Linked DNA regions of Mus musculus: region 2 is linked to region 1. A link is a contact called in public HiChIP or PLAC-seq data. All regions are on one chromosome and are shown on one strand. The core of a region is the stretch at or near the end of the contact, and the rest is flanking DNA. Distances in the headings are between cores, read along the strand shown.

Evidence for each region. HiChIP or PLAC-seq counts read pairs in DNA pulled down with a chosen protein or histone mark.
Region 2: a contact with region 1 is called in an H3K27ac HiChIP or PLAC-seq map of heart atrium, with 5 read pairs. The contact joins two enhancer-like sites. A contact is called at or near these places in 4 of 39 promoter capture datasets (liver, macrophages, neutrophils and 1 more), 2 of 115 datasets of contacts at active chromatin or transcription factors (heart atrium and hepatocytes) and 2 of 9 other capture datasets (adipose tissue and liver).

Annotation. Positions count from the first base shown.
Region 1 is chr10:53,328,039-53,330,744 of GRCm38.p6, forward strand. All of the region lies in intron 3 of Cep85l (centrosomal protein 85-like), which reads right to left. Among named protein-coding and RNA genes, the nearest start is that of Pln, 8.3 kb to the right of the region's middle. Within about 2 kb of position 1,438, at least 6 of the 459 cell types and tissues checked have an H3K27ac peak or open chromatin away from gene starts, as enhancers often do. A contact at or near this core is called in heart atrium, where this site is marked.
Region 2 is chr10:53,465,653-53,468,352 of GRCm38.p6, forward strand. No RefSeq gene overlaps it. Among named protein-coding and RNA genes, the nearest start is that of Gm40650, 21 kb to the right of the region's middle. Within about 2 kb of position 1,394, at least 55 of the 459 cell types and tissues checked have an H3K27ac peak or open chromatin away from gene starts, as enhancers often do. A contact at or near this core is called in heart atrium, where this site is marked.

The DNA.
Region 1 (2,706 bases), core at 188-2,687:
ATGTTTGGCAAATAATCACATAAAATATCTAAACATACCAAGAAAAAAAAACCTCTTCATATTAAGAAAAATTCAATAAACAAATAATTTAAAGTTTTTTATTGTTTTTAAGGAATATAAAGGCAAAGATATCTGACTCTATTTTATATGTAGTACAGTGCCTTGAACTAGTTACCAGGATGTTGATCACAAAAATATATTACAAACCAATATTTGTGAAATTTGCATATTTATTTTAAAATCAACTTTTTTTCCAAAAACAATTTTTATTACGTATTTTCTTCATTTACATTTCAAACACTATCCCAAAAGTCCCCCATACCCTCCCCTCCCCCCGCCCTGCTCCCCAACCCACCCACTCCTGCTTCCTGGCCGTGGCGTTCCCCTATACTGGGTCATATAATCTTTGCAAGACCAAGGACCTCTCCTCCCAATGATGGCCGACTAGGTCATCTTCTGCTACATATGCAGCTAGAGACGCGAGCTCTGGGGGTACTAGCTAGTTCATATTGTTGTTCCTCCTATAGGTAAAATCAACTTTTAAATATAATTATATTTTCAAGCTATTTAGTGTAATCAGAACACCTGATCTTATTTATCAAAACACTAGAGTACAGGAAGATTTACTCCCCAAGCCCCATAAATGTAAGGAGTTGAGCAAGAAGAAAGATAAGAATGGCAATTGGCAATAATGTTAAGAGGCACCGAGTGACACACAGCCGCAGCACAAAGCAGCATGTTAGCATGACACCTGCGCGACACCGGTTCAGACTGCACTCCTCCACCAGACCCCACTGGAGAGGCCAAGCTGGGATAAGAGGAAGCAAACCACATGAAACCGATAGCGCAAAATAAAGAAAAGCAAACAGTCTTCGGGCATTCAAAATTGCTTCAAAATTCTGTGGACTGGGATGCCGAAGTCACAGCTGAGGGACTTTTAGCATATCCTTAGAAAGGTTGAGTTCATTGTGCTAACCCTGTACTCACTCTATGTAGATGACATTCTCACTGATCTTGTTAAAGAAAATCCTGCTGCTGCTTTTAGTCACCATTCACTAGAAACCTTAGAGCATCACGTACAAATATGTGTTCACAAAGCCTTCCTTAGCAAGGTTATGAACCTTTTGAATAGAAGCATATGAATTACTAGATTGGTTTTTTTTTCTTTTGCATCTTCTTTGTTTGGAACTATTGGATATCTGCTATACTATTTGCCATCAACAAGGAAGCTCTTAAAAGATAAATTGTAGGAAGAGTAAGCATGAAGGTCCGGGATCTTTAGCTATCTGTTTCCTTTCTCCTTAGTAGTCCCAAGAACCTTAGATTTTAAATGTATTCCATCTCTAATCTGTTCTCATTTGACATATGTGTAATGTCAAAATAAAGCTGTCAATACATTGAGTTCAGTTATCTTAATTGGCTTGAATACTGTGGGTGATTCATGCATCAGGCAGCAATCCCTCTGCAAAAATAGAAATGTCCCCGTGCTGAGTAGAGGTGGGGTTTATAGGCAGAAAGGGGCTGAAGGAAATGGCAAAGGTTCAGAAAAGCAAATTGATCCTTTTAGTTAACCCACAGGACTGAACATGGGGAAGGCTTCCCTTCGTTTGATTTCTGTCCCCGTTTGTAAGTTTCTCAGTTGACCATGAGGTTTCCAGTGGAGTGATTCTGTTGGCACTGTCCTCGCCTGCAGTTTTATGAACCATGAGTGACAATATTTCTTTCCTTATACAATACCTAAGTCTGAACTTTCTCATTCTCCTGGTACAGTTAACCTCCACATATTAATTACTTCACTGACATATTATATTAGTGAACATGTTCCTCAAAAATACATAGCGAACATAGTGTTTCTACCACTTAGGATTCATTTAATAAATTTTACAAATTAGGTACTGGAAACCTAACTATCTGTGTAGTGCTAGTGAAAGTATGGTTACTGAAAGAGAATCTACAACCAACTTACTAAACCAGGATGATCCAAAACAACAATCTGTAAACATCTGTCCTTATACCCAAAGATAAGTATATTCTTCACCTCTCAGCAGTGAATGTCACTGCAAAGAGGGGGAGACCTCTACAGAAAGCTACCAAATGCAGACATGGCACCTACATACAATAAATAATAAGTACATCTACAAAACATCCCCATGCCCAAGGGTTAATGAATATTCCAGAAGAAAGGGCCGAAAGACTATAAAGCCAGAGAAGATCACAGAATTTGCCATGAGATTGTCTCTCTAGCCAGGCAGTGGTGACACAAACCTTTAATCACAACACTAGGAAGAAGAGGCTGGCAGACCTCATGAGTTCAAGGAGAGCCTGGTCTACAGAGCAAGTTCCAGAACAAGCAGGGCTACACAAAGAAACCCTGTCTTGAAAAACAACAACAAACTGGACAGGGAGAAGCCCATGAGGCCTCAACCCTAAGTAAAGAATGACAGGCAACTGAGGAAAGCTGACAGTAGGAGAGGTGGCCCTCCCCAGGAAGAACACACCAAAAAGCAGTGCAGTGCCAAACTGCCAGGCCTGGAAACACACCCAAGTAACATCACATGATCCCAGTAGGTTTTATTTAGGAATTTATATTTTTATATATACATATACATGTGCATGCAGTAACAATTGAAAACAAATAGGCCACAATTTGAAGGAGAACAGGAAGGAGTAAATTGGAGGGTTTGAGGAGAAAAATACTGTAAGTAA
Region 2 (2,700 bases), core at 144-2,643, 140 kb after region 1:
CAACTGTGGTCAACTATACAGCCATGTCCCCACCTGAGAACAGAGAGGCAACACTCACACGAGAGGCATTCAGAGTTCTGTGAGAGAATGGACCATAGGTCCATGAAGAACAAGTGTGTGCTCAGCACATGAGGTCCATCAGCCCTGGCAGAAAATGCTTTTAAAGAGAAGAAGAGGCTGTAATGGGTTACTCTGCCTCTTTTTTTTTATTATTACCTTCTCCTTCTAGCTACCAGCTACCACCTAAGATTTATAAACACTTTTCTTTTCTCTTTTAACTAAATCATAATTGTGTTATCAAATTAAACATTAACAGTTTTATTTAAAAATGGGAACGATCCACTGTCTTGACAGGTTCATCCAATCCTATTGAGTGTTAGTTTTACATTTGTGTAGGTTCCTATTAACACTAATAGATATTATTCTCCTTTTTACATTCTGTGAGTCTCTGACAGCTTTCTTGTGTAGCTGTATAGAATTCTTAATAATCATTCTAAACGGCTGTACCATGTGTTACTGATCTCTGTGTATTCATGAATGTACACATATAAATCATTTCCTTAACCATAACCCTTTTGTTAAATATTTAAGCTATTTCTGGACATCTTTCTACTATAAACACTGCTGTGCCAAGCAAGCACATCTGTATACTTTTCCTACATTACAGGTTAATTTCTTTGTGTAAATTCCCAGAATTAGAATCACAGAGCTATAATAAACAAACTGTGATTGACACAGCACCGTGCTTCCGTACAAGAAGGCTGGGCTGTGCCTTATGGTGAGAATATGGGTGTAATAGATTCAATGTTAATAACTACAGTACACACCAGACAAGTATCGTTGAGCAGAAACACGGGTGATGCACCAAGTCAGGCTCAGTGGAAACTGTGATCAGATGCAAACGGCAGCAGCCTCACACAACAGAAAGCACTCAGTATTTGCTGATTCAGAATCTCAGAGAACATTACTGCAAACTGCAAGAATCGGCTGCATCTGCAGGTTTTGCCTGAAAGCTTTTAATTCTACTTATTAAAGTTTAGACTTGTGAGTTTGTCATTCAAGGCCCACACCTGTATGCCCTAAACTAATGTTTTGTCTTCAGTCTTCCCTGTGAAGTGTTGCTACAGAGGAAGACCCTTTGCTTTTGCAACAGGAGTCTACTGAAAGCATGAGCACCTAGTGAGCCCAGAGAAAGTTCTGAGCTGAAAGGCCCTTCTTCATCAGGCGGGGTTGGGAGGGTTGAGGGTAGAGGGTGGGAAACACATTTGCCCTTTAACTTTTCTTGGCAGTGAGCTTTCTGAGTCCATTGTTTCTAGAAAACTGTTTTGTGGTTACCACAGTAGTGACTTCATACATAGTCTCATTGCCAAGTCAGGCTGTGTTTACTTCCATCCCTGCTCCTGGTTCAGAGGAAGGGTTTGCAGATTGCACTAACCTCAGCTCTGACATTCTCCTACAGCATGAGACTGCTTCAGAACACAATACCACACAGGGTCCTATCAGACCATGCATGGGTGGGAGGGTGCAAACCTTTTAACCAGTGTGCAGATAGTGGGGAGGGGCTCTAAGAATTGCAGATCAGCCAGGCATGTGGTATAGTCCTGTAAACCCAGCACTCTGGAGGGAGACTGATGCAGGAGGATTGCTAAGAGTTCTAGGCCAGCATTGACAGCACAGTAAGTACCAAGCAAGACAAGGATATATAGAGTAAGAGCTTTTCTCAAAAATACAGAAAAGAAGGCTAAAGATAACAAAAGAACTGTAGATAGGGGGATTTGAACCCCAATTTAAATCTAGATTGATCTCTTCCTATAGCTTGAGCCTCTTCCATCTTCTCAAGTCATACACAGTTGGACTTGTCTTTATGACCTGTGTAACAGTGCCCAGGGAAGAAACACATGGGTAGCCTCACACTCACTGCTCTGATAATGTTGATGCATAGATGCCAGTGTCATGTTGAGTAGCTCAGTGGTCCAGAGGTGCTAGACAGTGACAAATGGCAGTCCAGCAGGCGGCCCTATGAGGAATGTGAGTGCCATGAAAAGCAGCTGTCTCATGGACAGGCTCAAAAAGCAAATGTTTTCCAAACAGCCTTCCCAGGGAGGCAAAGATCTGGGTCACACAGTACGTGTGAGCATGGAGCCCCAATAGAGACCCTGTAACCCATGTGATTGATTGCAAATCCTTGGGTCTCTGACTCATCAACTACTGTAGAGCCCCTTACTGTATCATCTACCCCACCATCATGTGACTCTGGTTTTAAATACCACTTCCTTCCCAGGTCAGCTCACTGTAGCTATGGGAATGCTCATCTCTTTATCTGCATGGTTAATTTCCTCTTGAGTCTTCTGTGCTAACTCTCTGCTACTCTGGCAGTTTCTCCATCTATCCTGTGTGAGAACATCTCCTTAACCTTCAGGCTAGCTCAGCTATTTTCTTAAGAAGATTCCTTTCTACAGTGGCCTCCTTAGCTAGGCTGTGACACACACTGAACACAGGGTCTCAGATGGTCACCCCAGTACCTTCCTTCCAGGGACTGAAGGTTAAATGGATGACCATAGAAACACACCTGTGAGCTGTTAATGAATGCACTTTGGTTCTAAAGCTGCTTCAGTTTCAGGTCGTTCTATTAACAGTTAAGACTGGCTCGCTCCAAGGGTGGAGTTCCTTCCAAAGTTAGAAGATAGGGTGGCCGGACTT